2 separate regions of the Mus musculus genome follow, and region 2 is linked to region 1. The links are chromatin contacts, called in public Hi-C maps. All regions are on one chromosome and are shown on one strand. Each heading gives the region's core, a stretch centred on a gene start, on an enhancer-like site or on the middle of the called end of the contact. The rest is flanking DNA. Distances are from core to core; before and after follow the strand shown. Region 1 holds the start of Emx2 (empty spiracles homeobox 2). Region 2 overlaps 2700089I24Rik (RIKEN cDNA 2700089I24 gene).

Region 1 (7,770 bases), core at 2,989-5,488:
GGGGACAACGCCAGAAAGGGATTTACCGTGATAATTTTAAAAAATGTTTTTAAGGTCTTAATTCTCTTTTTTCGTTTTCCCACAGCCGCTGTAGCTTTCAGAGGCCGGGGAGACTGGGATCACAATTACAGAGTTGGAGAAACTTCGCAGCCAGAGCTAGAGTGGGCCTTCTCAGGACATCTGACACAAGCCTGAGGGCCACTGGTGGTATACAGTGAGGTTCACTACTCTGGGACACTACAGGGTCCAAACACCAGCCTAGCAATGACGAAAATGTACAGAACACTAAAAATGAGCTAAGCTCACCCAACCTCAACAACTTCTAACACATTTATTCAGACATTTGTGATACACATCTAGTTGTCCCAGGAAGTTCTATCCGTTAGAGTTGCTTGATGCTATCCACCCACCCAAGATAGCTCTGGGGCCTAGCAACCCCACAAGCAGAGTTGAGGGCACTGCTTCTCTGTAAACAGAGGCTTTGCAGGATACTCAAAGCCCATGGTTATCACAGATCCTCAGAGATCACTACCCTTTGATACCTGTAGAGATTCAAGAATCCAGCACCTCCTACGGGAAGCACAGAGGAACACGGCAGGCAGGGGTGAGGTTACTGTGGATGCCTTTTTACAGCATTATTGTTCGGTCTGTGATGCCCTGGCTGGAGGCACATAATAACAGCAACATCCACGAGAGGAGCTGGCTTTTATTAAGGTTCCATATGTGCTAGACACTGTCTGAACAGTTTGCTTTGCCAATCTCTTGCAACAATCCCAAATGCTATTTATTGTATTATTGTTTATTCCCATTTGGAGGAAGAGGAAAAAGAATCAAAGAGGATAGCTTAGCTTGCCCAAGGTCACACAGTAAAGCTACCAATGTACTGGGGGTGGGGTAGTTTTATTAGGTATAACTACAAATAGTAAAATTCACACTTCGTACTGTACAGCTTTGAAAACGGGGTCTGTAATTACCTTTACTCCACTAAATAACTGTTTGATCATACGGCCATACAGAAACTCAATGGCCACTGCTCCTGTCTGCTTTCTAGACTGTACGGGCTGCATTTTTACATATGACAAAATGAGGTCAGGAGAGACTGAGGTGTTGACGCTGGTCTTTCAGTAAGAGACAAATGCATTATTAGAACATTCACATGTGTCTTCTAGTCCTCTGCAAAAACCATGGTGCCCAATCCCCCAGTGACTTGGAGTGCACACTGGGCAAAGAGAATCAGCCCAGCTGTGTGTACAGGTACTTAACCAAACAGTGGCTTCTTGGGTCCTTAAGGAACCTAGGACTAGAATTCTGCTAGGCCATCTATGAGCTCTGGGTCTCAAGCTGGACTTGAATGCCCGGAGCCCTGGTGCGCCTCTGCTGGTCAGTGTGGTTAATAAGTTACTCTCTAGTTAATTCCTCTACACGCTGAGGAGACCAGATTCTTCCGGGGCACCTCTGGGCTGGGAGCATGAATTAGCATAGATTATTTGGCATCTATGGCTTCTGCACCCAGCCTGACTCACCGGAAACCCGCTTTTCTTCTTCAGTGGAGGTTGAGCGAGAAGGGGCAGAGCCTCCTTGGGTTCATGTACTTGACTGCCAAATGCTCCTGCTGCTCTTGAGCACTGGCTACCTGCAGGGCACCCAGAGACCACCTCGGGTCGGCAATCTAATGGTAGAAGGGAACTTTGCAAGAGGCTGGTGGCTTGCTGAGGATCATGAAACTGGTGATATGCCCCTGCCTCATGCAAGAGACTGGAGGCCCTTGTCTGAAGCTAGGTGCTCATTCCCTCAAGACATTTCCCCAGTACACCCTGGTACAGAGAGGTGAGGGATCAAGTAAGTCCCACCAACATATGGGAGTTTCAATCAAATCTTCCAAACAGGTCTGGATTCCTTGCCGCTCAAAGTCAATGGCTGTGATACCCACAGCCAAGCGTACTAATGCTAATGATGCTAATGCTGGGGGAGGTATTTGGTTCTGAGTGAAGAGTTTAGTGGTCCTAATTTGTAGTCACAGCATTGCAGACCCATTCAAGACAAGACTCACCTTCTCACCCTCCTCCAGAGTATCTGCAGTGTGACCAAGTGGAAGCGTTTGTTTCTAGCGTTTGTTTCTAGAAGCCCTAGCTCCTCTGAATCTTGCTTGACTAGGCATGGCCCAAGACTTCCGCCCTTCTTTGGGCTCCAGTCTTCAGAGGCACAGCCTCTATTTCCACAACCCAGATGAAACTAGGGAGAGATTTCTCAGCTATATTTGGGGTCTGGTTCAGGAATGAGGAGAATGTGGCCTCAAATGCATACCCTTTTTTATAGGGCTGAATCTAATGCCCATAATCTCTGAACTTGCCCCCAAAAAGGGACAAAGAAAGAAGGCCATCTAGAATAGAAGGTGAAATGATCTGAAGTCTAAGGCAAGGGCAGATTTATACCACGAGGAGAGCAAAGCTGAGGTGGAAACACTTTTCTCAACTCCCATTCTACCTAGGGGCTCCCTTGAGCTTCTGCCTTCTCACATGAACGCTATACAAGAAACGCACACAACCTGAACAGCAGTAGAGGAAAAACAAAACAACAACAAAAAAATCAAAACAAAAAAAAAACCCCAAGAAACCAAACAGGAGACCTCTCCTTATTATTATTATTGCCGGGACTACCTGGAGCGTCCTAAGACCCAGACCCTTGGTGGAATCAGGTGGCTTTCATAGTCCCTCTAGAGGACTTCACGTCTGTCTTCTCCAGATCTGCTTCTCCCGGGTCTCAGGCAACCTAGCCACCAAGCACAGATATTTTATCCCTCTTAGGATAAATGGCTTCGACCTGGGAGTAACAGATTTAAAGGACGCCAGAAAAAAATTATCATTAATTGTAAAATACCTGCTGGTACTTCACTTTAGAAGAATGTAATTGGCAAAGGGTGTGTGTGTGGGGGGGGGGAGGCGGCTGATGAATAGATAATAGATCTTTAACCACCAATAAACAGAGAGCAGCGCCAGCAGGCTGGGGGGATGTGATCATAATTATGCCTCAGCGTGAGCCAATGGGGACGAGAGAAGTCGGCCCTAAAATCATCCCAAAACCGAAGGCAAGCTCGAAAATGCGGACAGGGCCTAGGACCGGAGACACAATCCTAAGTGCCAGGTTGCGAAACCTGGATTTGTAGAGCAACCCAGCCCTGGGACAACAGATGTCAGAATAAAAATAGGTACAGTAATAATAGCAATAATGGGAACAGTGTCAACGCCACTAAGGACAATGGAACGATAACACAGTCATAACTTCAGCTTCTGACCTAGGACCCAAGACTCCTTTCCCAAATAACCCCACATTTCCCAGAAAGAGCTGTTTTGGGGACAGAAGTGACCACCCTCCAGAAAGGATAAGCAGAAACTCTTGGGTGCAAGCTGGAAGTCCACTGCCACGGTACAGGCGCAGCTGGCCCCTCAGGTTTGAACTTAAAAAAACGAACCAGCCGGGTCAAAGACTGCAAACGCGTGGACCCTGGAACCTCGAAGCTACGCTTGGTTGGAGGGGTGGGAGGACCCCCCCCCTCGAGCGCCTAGGAAACCTCGGGAGTTTTGCTGGGGGTGGGGATTGGTAGGAGTGAAGCGGGTTAGCCCTTGCCCGGAACCAGTCCCCGCCCGCTTACCCTCGCCGGGCGCCCGAAGCCATCTCAGTGACCCGGGCGCGGGCCTCCAGGGGACAACCGCAGCGGAGCTTAGGGTGTGAAGAAATCTGCGTGTCCGTCCGTGATTCAGTCCCATCAGCTCCAGCGCCGCAGGCTTAGGATCCAGGGGTCCGCAGCAAAGGCAGCGCAGCCCCGAGACTCTGCAGGGACCCGGGTGCCCCGGTGGGAGTGGTGTGGGTGCAGTAGGAGGCGGTGGCTGAGGGGGAGGAGGAGGGGGAAAGAGGAGGAGGAGGAAGAGGAGGAGGAGAGGAACGAGGAAGAGGAGGAGAAGAGGGAAGCGGAGGAGGCGAAGGAGGAGGAGAGAAGCCGCAGCGGGCGCCGCAGGAGCGAGGGAGCTAGCCCGGAGCGCAGGGCGAAGACACCAAGAGGTCGGCGGCCGGGCGGGCGGCTGGAGGCACAGCCGGGGCAGTAGCGCCGACTCCGTTCCATTCTGGGCCCGGATCCAGGCCTCCGGGTTCCCAGGCGTTCGCCTCCCTCTGACGCACTTTAAAGAGTCTCCCCCCTTCCACCTCAGGGCGAGTAATAGCGACCAATCATCAAGCCATTTACCAGGCTTCGGAGGAAGCTGTTTATGTGATCCCCGCACTAATTAGGCTCATGAACTAACAAATCGTTTGCACTACTAGTGAAGAAGCGAACACTTCCATGGATTGTCCTTGGACTTAGGGCGCCCTGCCCGCCTTTTGCAAAGGAGAGAAAACTTTTTTTTTGCCTCCCCGAAAACCCCCTCCCTGCCTCTAACTCCAATCTCCCCCCCCCCCACGCCACCTCGCTCAAAAAAATATTACCCCAATCCACGCCTGCAAATTCTTCTGGAAGGATTTTCCCCCCTCTCTCCAGGTTGGGCGCGTTTGGTGCAAGATTCTCGGGATCTTCGGCTTTGCCTCTCCTCCCCCTCCCCCTCCTTTCCTTTTTCCTTTCCTTTCTTCCTTCCTTCCTTTCCTTACCCCCACCCCCACCCCAAACAAACGAGTCCCCCATTCTCCTCGGTCCTCGCCGCGGGCAGCGGGCGGCGGAGGCAGCGCGCCGCGGTCGCCGGGAGCAGGGAGCCCAGCGCGCCCGCTCCTCGGCGCAGCATGTTTCAGCCGGCGCCCAAGCGCTGCTTCACCATCGAGTCGCTGGTGGCCAAGGACAGTCCCCTGCCTGCCTCGCGCTCCGAGGATCCCATCCGTCCCGCGGCACTCAGCTACGCCAATTCCAGTCCCATAAATCCGTTCCTCAACGGCTTCCACTCGGCCGCCGCCGCCGCCGCCGCCGGCAGGGGCGTCTACTCCAACCCGGACTTGGTGTTCGCCGAGGCGGTCTCGCACCCGCCCAACCCCGCCGTGCCGGTGCACCCGGTGCCGCCGCCGCACGCCCTGGCCGCCCACCCCCTGCCCTCCTCGCATTCGCCACACCCCCTCTTCGCCTCGCAGCAGCGGGACCCGTCCACCTTCTACCCCTGGCTCATCCACCGCTACCGATATCTGGGTCATCGCTTCCAAGGTACGTGCCACGTCGCGGAACTGAAGCACGCCGCTCCGGTCGCCTCCTTCATTGCGCCCGGCCTGCTCCGGGTGGGCGCTCCTCGAGGCCTGGACGGGCGGAGGTCAGCCCGGGTTCTTGGTTCTGAAACTGGGCAGCTAGGGGCCCGAGAGGCTTTGGTCCCCAGTCTCTGAAGCTCGTTTGGGTTACTGGCTTGCCCACTCCTTGACCCTTTGTAAAAGGGTGCAAACGAGGTGTCCCGTGGTTCGGGCCGGGGTCGGGCTGGCTGGGACACGATGCTGGGCGACGAAGCCCGCTGTCAAGAAGCTCTGAGCCCGCGAGGTCTTTGAATCCTGTTTCCCTGGACCGTGTTCCCGGCCGGTCTATCACTCAGGGACTCGGACAGGGCCACATGGCCAGGTTCACTGGACTTCAACTCTGCTCTACACTCACTCTATGTCCCCCCAGCCCAGACCCGCAACTTCTAGGTCTTCAACCCCTTTAAGGAGACAAGGAGACCTTGGAAACCTCAGAGCAAACTGTTTCCTTCCTCCTGCTCTGGAGGCCCAGGGAGGGGCGGGAAGAGAGCGAATAGAAACCTCCACAGCTCCACTAGTTCTCTCAGCGACCTGTTTAACCCGGGCACCCGCTGGACGTGGCGGGAAGTCGGGTTCCGTTTGGTCTTTGGTTGCTGATTTTTGTTTTTGTTTTTGTTCTTCCTGAGAGAAAGAAAGAAAGAAAGAAATTAAGAAAGAAATTTAAGAAAAGAAAAGAGAAAATCCAGTCGAGAGAAGGCCCGACAAGGGAAGATCTGTTTGGATATCTTCATTTTTTTCCCCGATTTAGTAATTTTGTATGCTTCTGGGTTGGGGTTGGTAAGAAAGTTAAAACTTTAGGAAAAGGGTTCGAATTAGTTTGCCGACTGCAGTCCATAAAAGACCTACCTCCGCCGGGCGCGATCGATAACGACGGGCTTTTCCATTCAATAACACTTCGCATTCCTGTCAGTCTAGACTCGGGTGTATGCCAGCTCGCCATTTTATATATTTATATATTATTTTAAAACACCCCAACAAAACAAACAAATAAACAAAAACCCAAACCAAAGTAAAACACCTTTTCCCTTAGCTCAGCACTGAATTTGCCTTCACTCCCGCTGAGACTACCGGCTGTTTTTGGGTGGTGGTGGTGGTAAATACATTCACTTCCTTTAATACGGGAAGCCAAAATACCCAAGCCTAGCTTTCAAAGTTTAGAGCTCAGCTTCCCCATTCTTTGCCAGTCCCATTCTTGGTCGCCTGGCCATATCACGGACAGCTTGGATCTTCGCCCGACCATCTCGGCGAGTACCCTCAACTCGATCCCCGCGAGGCTCCAGTCCCTTCACTCTCCTCTCCTAGCTCTCTGCAACCAGGGACCTCTAGAACCGGGTACTCTGGAAGCAACGGCCTTAGACACTGGGCATACTTGCCTCGAGATTTCTGTCCCGGCCCGGCTGCAACGTCTCAACCGATCTCTGCAATTTCTCAGAGAGATAGCAAGACAAAACTAGAAACCAAACAAACAAAAAAATTCTTGAATAAATTTCCGCGAGAAAACACGACGTCATTTTTACGCTTAATTTTAAATTTTAAAATAGGCTAGAAAGTAGGGAATTACTACCACTATTTCTTCTACTGCTACAACTTATTATTGTTATTATTATTATATGGTGGGCACCAATCCTCGAGCCCGGGTTCTGTTGTCCTGTTATCTGCCCTCGACACACAGAGTGGAGGTATCTAGGCTTGAGGTACTAAGGCAGTTAGGGAACCGGCAAAGGTCAGGAGCCTGAGGACTGCCACCTTAGAGACCATTGCTCTTTAGCTACCGCCCAGGTTTGGAGCCCTGGGGCCTGGGTCTGACGACTGGGCCGGTGTCCTTTTCAAAAGCTTAGAGAGGGTCTGGCGCTGCGGACTAGGCAGAGACCTAGGAAGCTATGCCCAGCCCGGCTCCAGAGAAGCCGGCGACACTTGCCTGGGAGGCCCCCTAATGGTACTTCTGCTCTGCCCCCTGCAGGGAACGACACAAGTCCCGAGAGTTTCCTTTTGCACAACGCTCTGGCCAGAAAGCCAAAGCGGATTCGAACCGCCTTCTCGCCGTCCCAGCTTTTAAGGCTAGAGCACGCTTTTGAGAAGAACCATTACGTGGTGGGAGCGGAAAGGAAGCAGCTGGCTCACAGTCTCAGTCTTACGGAAACTCAGGTGAGTGTGGCCCAGCAGCCAGGGCCAGGCCACACTACATCCAGACCCAGGCAGCCAGCACCCAGCACTCCAGCCAGCGCCCAGCACTCCGACCAGCGCCGAGTTCTGGATCAGTAACTCTCCAGGTGCTCAGCTTTGTTAGGGCAATATGAGATTCACTGACAGGCTAGCTTTTCTCCGCTGGTCAGGCCCCTGCAACTCCAAAGTTTTGAGAGAATCACGGAGATTCAGCTGGGGTCCGAGATATGGTTAATTGCAGCAGGGTGTTCTGGTGATTGGGCTCAAGGCTGGAGAGAGCCGAGAGTGGTTTAGATAAGAGTTCTGAAAGACTCCAGGGCTCACCCGATTACTCCTCTTAAGGGAATGCCTGGGAAT
Region 2 (7,770 bases), core at 1,881-4,380, 65 kb after region 1:
ACCCTCACAGTCTCACAATAATTGTACCTCAAGGTAAAAGAGATGAGATGACAAAGGACTTTTCTAGGGCTCACAGAGGGTTCAAGCCCTGATGGAGGCTCTTGGTAGAAACTGTGGCCCTATGGGTGTAGTCTGTGCCAGAGGCACTGTGCTGAGGCTGGGAGAGACAGACAGAAATGGTCTCATGAGTTCAAACAGTCAAACCCAGCCTGAGAAACAGCCAATGAGATGCCACTCTGCGAGACTGCCAGTCTGCAGTAGTGGGAGAAGTCTAGGAGAGATAGGAACTGATAGTGATGAGTGTAGCTAACCAATGGGACAGTTAGTAGTCCATGTGCATCAGATACTATTCAACTATGTGCTGGTAGACACCCAGCACACAGGCTGGGAGCACTGGATAAAGATGCGCTTTGCTCCTGGAATTGTGATCCTCAGTCAGAACACAGGGCTGGTGAACCAAGGTTGGACTGGATGGTCAGACTGGGATAAGACCTAGACCACCTACCGGCTAAGACCTAAGACCACCTACCGGCTGTTCTTCTTGTCTCTGCACACACATGCAAGACTGAAATAAAATGTTCCCAAAACAACACTTGCCTTGGCTTTTTGTGTTGATCTAGTTCATTCCTACCCCACCCACCCCAACTCACCTCAGCTCACCCCACCCCACCCACCCCATTTCACCTCACTCTATCCCATGGCATCCCATGGCATCCATTCCCCACTCCACCCCACCCCACCCCATTCCCTGCTCCACCCATACCACCCCATCCCATCCCCCATCTCACCCTACCCCACCCCACCCCACCCCATCCCATCTTTTCAAGAAATGCTGGACTAGAGGCTGAAGGGATGGCTCAGTAGTCAAGAGCACTGACTGTTCTCTCAAAGGACCCAGCACTCACATAGCATCTTACAATTGTCTATAACTCTAGGCCTAGGGATTTAACCTTCTTCTGGCTTCCAGAGGCACTGTACACATGTGGTCCATCATAGGGGACATTAGCTTCAGGGTTCTTGTTGGCATTGTAGAATTAGATTTAAGACATTGGTTGAGATACTTAGATTTAAGTCATCAAAGTGAAGGAGTCAGTAGCATACATGTCACATGACCTGTGTGGTCCCCAAGGTCAATGCAGCATTTAAGCTCTGGGGACATCAATGCTACTACTTCTCAGTTAACTGCTGATAACTCATGAGAAGTCAGTCACACTTTTCTAAACAGTACACTAAATATGCCAACTTTACATGCCATGGGATACTTGGAGAAAGGGAAGCCAGATACATGAGTATTCCTTCCAATGCACATCCAGAAGGGGAAGTTGGGATGTTCAATGTTTTTTTCTGCACTCTGCAGAGGGAGACACTCAAGGAGGGAAGAGCCCAAAGCAGGATTCTCTGTGTAGAGCAAGGTCCTGGGGTGAGGACAGATTCTGCTCTACACCTCAGTCTTCTGGCATATTTAACTACCTACCCAAGGCTGATTGTCACTTCCATCTACAGCTCTGGGGTTCATGGCCTCTTCACAGTCCCAACTACCAACAACAGGATGGTTCAGCAACAACAGAGTCACAGTGGTAGCTGGAGCTGTCACCAGCTACATCTTAGCAGAGGACAGCATGCCACATCTGCCGCTTGACCTAGCAGCTTGCTCTTCTCCCCTAGAAAGGCATCCCTGACCATCCTTGTGTTAATAGCCCATCATTGCTCTGAGGGAGGCTCTTCACTGCTCATCACTTCCCTACATTTTCAGAAATTCTTTCGGAGCTTAGGGATAACACAGAGATACTTGGGAGTGGGGACTAGCTGGTTTGTCTCCCCATCCTGATCCCCAGCAAGGAGCTGTGCGTCTGGAGAGTGCTGACTCCATTTGTGTGGAATGAGCGGAGCGCGACTCTCTCAGATGCCCTTTCCCAACTTCCTGTACTTCGCAGGCGTGTGGTGAGCCTGCGTGTGGTGAGCAGGCGTGTGGTGACCTTTGGAAACGGCTACTTAGTTAAATGAAAACCAAATGCAAGCCCAGACCAGATCACGTGCTAGCTAGTTTTATGTCAACTTGACACAAGATAAAGCCATCAGAGAGGAGGGAGCCTCAATTAAAATGTACTTATAGAGTAAGATCAAGCTGTAGGCAAGCCTTGTAGGGCATTTTCTTAATTACTGATTAATAGGAGAGAACTCAACCCATTGAGGGTAGTGCTATTCATGGGCTGGTGGTCCTGGGTCCTGAGCAAGCCATAGGGATCAAGTCAGCAAGCAGCCTCTGTATCAGCTCCTGCCTCCAGGTTCTTGCTTTGTTTGAGTTCCTGTCTTGACTTCAGTGATGAGTGGTGTTATGGAAATGTAAGCAAAATAAGCCCTTTCTTTTCCAAGGTGCTTTTAGTCATGGTGTTTCATCATAGCAATAGTAACTTTAATTTAGCATGTGCACATGTGTGTGTACACACACACAGTTGTGTGCGTGTCATAGTGTGTATGTAGAGGGCAGAGAGCAACCTCAGGTATTTGTCCTTGATTTCTAGCTCATTTGAGATAGAGTCCCTTGATGTTTCTAGGCTAGCTGGCTTCCAAGCTTCCAGAACTCCTGTCTCCAGCTCCCATCTAATTATAGGAATTACAGATATTGGTTACTGCATCTCCTTTATGTGGGTTCTGGGGACTTGAACTTAGGTCCTCATTCTCGAGCATCAAGTGTGTCGCTCACTAAGCCCTCTCCCCAACCCTTACTTCCAGAATTTTCCCAGTGGGTGCAAAGTTTTGTGCACAGGTGGCTTCGCCACATAGTTCCCATCGGACATGGAGGTTATCGGCGCTCCCTATGAAAACAATCTGAGTACTTGCCTTGGAAGCAGCTAAGACTGAGCAACATGGTCCCTCAGATCTGAGTGGAGAATATTTTTTTCTTTTTAAAAGAGGCTTGACAATGAGGCTTGCTGTTTATTCCTTCACTAAATAGACCAATTAGTGTGTAGACAGGATATTTGCTCCTCTGCCAGGGCCATAGCCAGACGGATGAGAAGGAAGGAGGGAAGCTTCGTGTTTTTCAGTGCGCAGAGAAATAAGCTGCCCTCCCTCTCTGGCTGAGTGGTTGGGGAGCAGAGTTTTCCCTGCGGCCATCAAGCCCATCCTAGGGGCTGTGGCCCTCCCTCTGCCAGTACACAGATGCGTGTTTTACTCTCTGGCATGACAACGTACTAAGGAAATACAGACAGAAAGCCCCAGAGAGCTCCCGAAAACGACATAAACATGGCTATGTCGAAAAGATGCGAAGGATCACTGAGGCCTGAAGGTCTCCCTGCTGCCTCCTTCTTTGTGGAACAGTGTTGGGTTTCAGGAGCAGCCATCAAATGCAAAAGTGCGCACCACCATACAAAGGCAGCCACGTTTGTGAGCGTAGAGAAAAAGCCTGGTGATGTAACTTGATTGTGTTGACAAATTAACCTAATGAGAATACTTTCCCACTAAGAATTCATTAAGCAAAAATGTGCAAAGATGGTATTTGCTGCCTGTTAACCCTTAATTGGCTCAACACCAAAAACACTTAATTGTGACGCGTGTCACCAAAATCCCTAATGTAGTTAATCACTGTTAGACTTACAAAATTATACATCTTAAATGATGATCTGTAATTAAAAATTATATGGGATTATCTTTAGCCCATGCTTTCAAGTGAGCAGCTTTGGCACACTTGAGAAAATGGTGGCAAAGTCAGGGGTGGAAAGAGGTCTCCAAACTTGTGATAGTAGAAAACAGGAAAATATGAGGAAAGCCCTTCAGGAGGTGCCAAACATTTCAAAGTGTACAGTAGAAAGTGCTGAACCAAACCAAAATGGAGGCTGTGCCGTCCAACTGCTGTGTGATTTGGGGCAGGTCACTTCTTTCTCAGACAGAGCCAGCATCACGATTAGGAAGTTGAGAAGAGATGTATTAGGTTGGATTTAGGGAAGTTTTGTATTTATAAATAATCATCTCTCTATGTTTGCGGGTTTACTCCAAAGACAGGAAATTTTCTTACTTTATGTGTCTATGTGTCTATTCATCATAGACTCCAAAATGTGCTAGGGATCCTAACTAAAATACTAGTCACAACAAGAAATATGGGGGGCAATTAGATTTTTCTTCTGGCTCCCAACACACCTGCCTTTGGAAGACTCATGGGCATAGGCATTTAATTGCCTCCCTTTTCTGGGGTGGTCCCATAGGTGGGTAGGAGACTTTGCATCCTAACTCACAAGCCCCATAAAGAAGAAAAAAATGCTTTCAGTTACATACATAAAAAATTACATTCTGGAGACATACTAACCTGTCTTCCTCCTCTTACACCCTGCACGATCCATTTCAGAGTTCAATCCAAATTATAGTAGCATTTGGGCTCCCTGGTGACCTATCATCATGTACACAATTTTAATGATCTATATTCTGAGGTGTTTGAACAGTGGTCTCCCCCCAGAGACCTGGAAGTCCCTGAGGTATGTGTTCAAAAAACACAGCTGGTGGCAGGTCTTAAAACCCCAGTAGAGTTGAATGGAGAGCAGGAGGTAAGGGGAGGACATGAGCAGATGACCACACGGACATGCTGCCCACTGGACTGTAAGGAAGCCTGTGGCAAGAGCCATGGTAGGAAAGAAGCATTGAGGAAAGCATGAGGCTAGACAGAGCGGAGGTGACATGGCAGGAATGATATTCAGCTAGGTACTTGCCTCTCCTTGTGATTACAGATCAAAGAGCGCCAAACTTTCTGAGTGGGGCTGTTCTCATGGGAAGCAAAGGACAGTCCCTTCCCTCAGTAGTTACTGAGTGCATCTGTGGACAAGTGCCATGCTGTGCCTCATAGACCATGTCTATGTCAGAAGGTCATAAAGCCTTTCATTCATTCCCTCCTCCCCTCTTCCCCCTGTTTCACACCAACAGGACTCCATAGACACTCACCAGAGCTGATAACTGGTGACTGGGGGTGTCACTAAGGTCTTTCTTTCTTCACAAGGCTCCAGGCATATGTCCCTCTATTGCCTTGATTTTGCTGTGGTTTGGACTATCCTCCTAATCAACTGGGGGCTCCACAGCTCTTGGGATTACACTGTCCCGGACTGTCCTGTTTTTCTTAGCACTGTCCTAGTAAGGGATAGCCACCTCTATCACTGTGGCTGTACTATCCACTGTTGCTGGTTCCACCCCTTTATTAGAAGGGATGCTACATAAGATACCACTAGGAACACAAAACGTCCTCGGGGTTAATAAGTTTGCAGGCTGCTGGGGAGGGATCATGATGCCTGTGAACCACACTCAGTATGCCTTCATACTGAACCTGAGAGAAAGCTTATGTGGGAGAAAGCCAGAAGAAAAACTCTCCTAAATACTAGTGCCACCTCTTTCCTCTCTGATAAGACCCTGTAACCAAGAACCGATAAAAACTAAACACAGAGCTTCTGTTGTTGAAGCAAGAGATGGGGACGTTCAGAGAACATCAAAATATGATCAGTTACTTCACAAATGTGTGATTTGTTAACAAACTTGAGCACTACAAGACTAACTTAAGATCCTCTGGTCCTTCCCACCAAGGATGGTCATTGTAGTCATAAATACTCATCATTCATTCCATTCACTTGCCATACACTATTACACTACATGGGCTGGTTCCTCCACCTTCTGCAGAACAGTCCCCTCCAGATGGACACACAGCGGCTTCCTATTTTTCATGGTCAGAGGTCAAGTGTGAATATGTTTTTCATATTTCCAAGGAGGAGTGTTTCTTCCTGACAGGTTAGAAGTCATTTACGGTGCTTGGGTTTGAGTAGGCAGCAATCACCAGGGAAGGATGAAGTAGGGTGATGAGGTCTCACAGGGCAGCTGGGTTCACACAGGGTTAGAAAATGTGAACCAAGGCTTTGAAGAGATGCAGACATGAGACAAAGGGACTCTGGCATCAGGAGTGGCTGAGGTGTAGCAGGCCACTCCTCTTAGTGATTCAAGGGGTTTGGTGTCTGGTTGAAGGATTTGGTGGGGTTGTTTGAAGGGTGTAGTTGGAAAAGATATTGCTTTGTGTGGGATAAATGGGCAAGAAAAACTCACAGGTGCTCCAAGGTCATAGTGGGCCCACATCTTGTTCTTTCGAGGACTCCTGGATCTATTCCTGTCTTTAAAGTACTGGGAAGTGCTCTTATGCAACTAGTCTTCCTCCTCTTGGTCTAGTAGTCTAGGGACGTCCTCCATTGGCTACCAGCAGAGTTACGGGGACGAGCCAACCTGAGCATTATGAGCTTCGTGATGTTGGAAGTGGGTGTATGGGATCACTGGGATGCTCACAGCCACCCTAGTGGCTTGCAGGAGTGGTGCATCTCAGCTGCTGCTTGGCGATCTTGGTTAGTCCCACTTGCCACCTCTGTGCCCTCACTGCTTCACGGAAATGAAAATCATGGCTATCATGATACCTTGATATCATGGTACCTTGGCTGTATGCTTGTCAGAGAAGGCTTTCAACTAATCCTCAAACTATTCTGAGGTTATTGGGGTACCCTTCTAGGTGGGTGTAAGAAGCCATTCCAGAAGCATGGGTTCTAGAAGAATGAAGGGGATGGGGACTTGGAAGCCAGGGATGGGTGGATAGCTTTGGTGCATATCATTCTTGTATTGAATGAGGATATCATCCCAATAATCCAGTATTATTATTGCAATGACCATATTCATATCTGGGCACACCCAGAAGTAGCTCCAACTTTTCCTCAGTTTCCCTTTGTGCCTCAGGTTCATCTCAACCTCTTGGAGAGCTCCCAAAGTGGGCCTGAGAGCTCATGTCTTCCTTTAGGATGAAGACCTATTCAGTGGGAATGAGGTAATAGGTAGGAAGACTACTAACATCTGCCTGTAGCTACCTGGGCTTCTCAGCTCAAGCTCTGTAGTGGTAGAGGACCAACCCTCTACTCCAAGAGGGGACTGGTGTAGGGAAGAAAGGTAGAGGTTGGAAAGGAGATCCAGCTATACTTCACTGAGTCTGAATGCTGCCAAGGAATTCACTCCATTTTAGGCAAGAATGTGAATATGCAGAAGCCAAGCCCCAACTAAGCAATTGGGCCAGGCTGCATGCCAGGGGCAGTTCTCATCTGCAGGGGTGAGTGAGGAGAAGTGGCACCTTAGTCAGGTGGAGCAGAAGGCAAGAAAGAAAAGAGACCACGAGGAATTCTGGAAGGTTCATCAACTACATTGCAAAGACACAGCAGAGGTCCTATCCCTGCCTTCCTCTTTCCTTCAAGAGCCTGATTAATGAGGGTGACTTTTGTCAGCTGAATGAGTAATTAAAAGAGCAGAGCACCTAACCTTTGAGGCCCTTAGAGATCCCAGGTCAAAAATAATGATCTGTTCCTCAGAGCCTGGTCCTCAATGCCATGGTAACTAACAGGAGGAACCCCCCCAGGAAGGGCACCGGCGCAGTGCCTGGCACAGCTTCTAGCCATACCTAAGACTGGCTATGTGTGCTCAAGAGCAAGCACCCAAGCACTCTGAACCTGTGTTTTGTTTTTATGTAGAAGGTACATGTCATGCTAGTCTGTGTCTCCAGGATGTGTAAGGAACAGCCATGTGTGGTACAGTGGACAGGAAGCCTGGCACAGGTGGACTTTCAGTAAGTGTTGTTAGAACACCTGTGGCTGAGACTTAGGATTCTTCCTTCTTTAGGCCTAGAGAGTGGCTCAGCAGTTAAAAGCACCTGTTACTGTTGTAGAGAACTCAGGTTTGAGTCCCAGCAACCACATGGTGGCTCACAAACATCGGTATCTT

The links. A called contact is a pair of places that touch in the nucleus more often than the background predicts.
Region 2: a Hi-C map of olfactory sensory neurons shows a contact between it and region 1, with 2.8 times the contacts expected there. The contact joins the enhancer-like site here to the promoter of Emx2 in region 1. A contact is called at or near these places in 1 of 39 promoter capture datasets (liver), 1 of 15 datasets of contacts at CTCF or cohesin (the NIH/3T3 cell line), 15 of 484 Hi-C or Micro-C datasets (cerebral cortex, cortical neurons, fibroblasts and 6 more), 1 of 115 datasets of contacts at active chromatin or transcription factors (embryonic fibroblasts) and 2 of 9 other capture datasets (adipose tissue and pancreatic islet).

The regions. Positions count from the first base shown.
Region 1 is chr19:59,454,452-59,462,221 of GRCm38.p6, forward strand. Emx2 (empty spiracles homeobox 2) reads left to right here and starts at 4,239. Exons shown (of 3, transcript NM_010132.2): 1 at 4,239-5,173; 2 at 7,211-7,395. The coding sequence starts at 4,765. It also overlaps Emx2os.
Region 2 is chr19:59,520,436-59,528,205 of GRCm38.p6, forward strand. The region is part of intron 2 of 2700089I24Rik (RIKEN cDNA 2700089I24 gene); the gene reads left to right. Among named protein-coding and RNA genes, the nearest start is that of 2700089I24Rik, 31 kb to the left of the region's middle. Within about 2 kb of position 3,131, at least 10 of the 459 cell types and tissues checked have an H3K27ac peak or open chromatin away from gene starts, as enhancers often do. A contact at or near this core is called in olfactory sensory neurons, where this site is marked.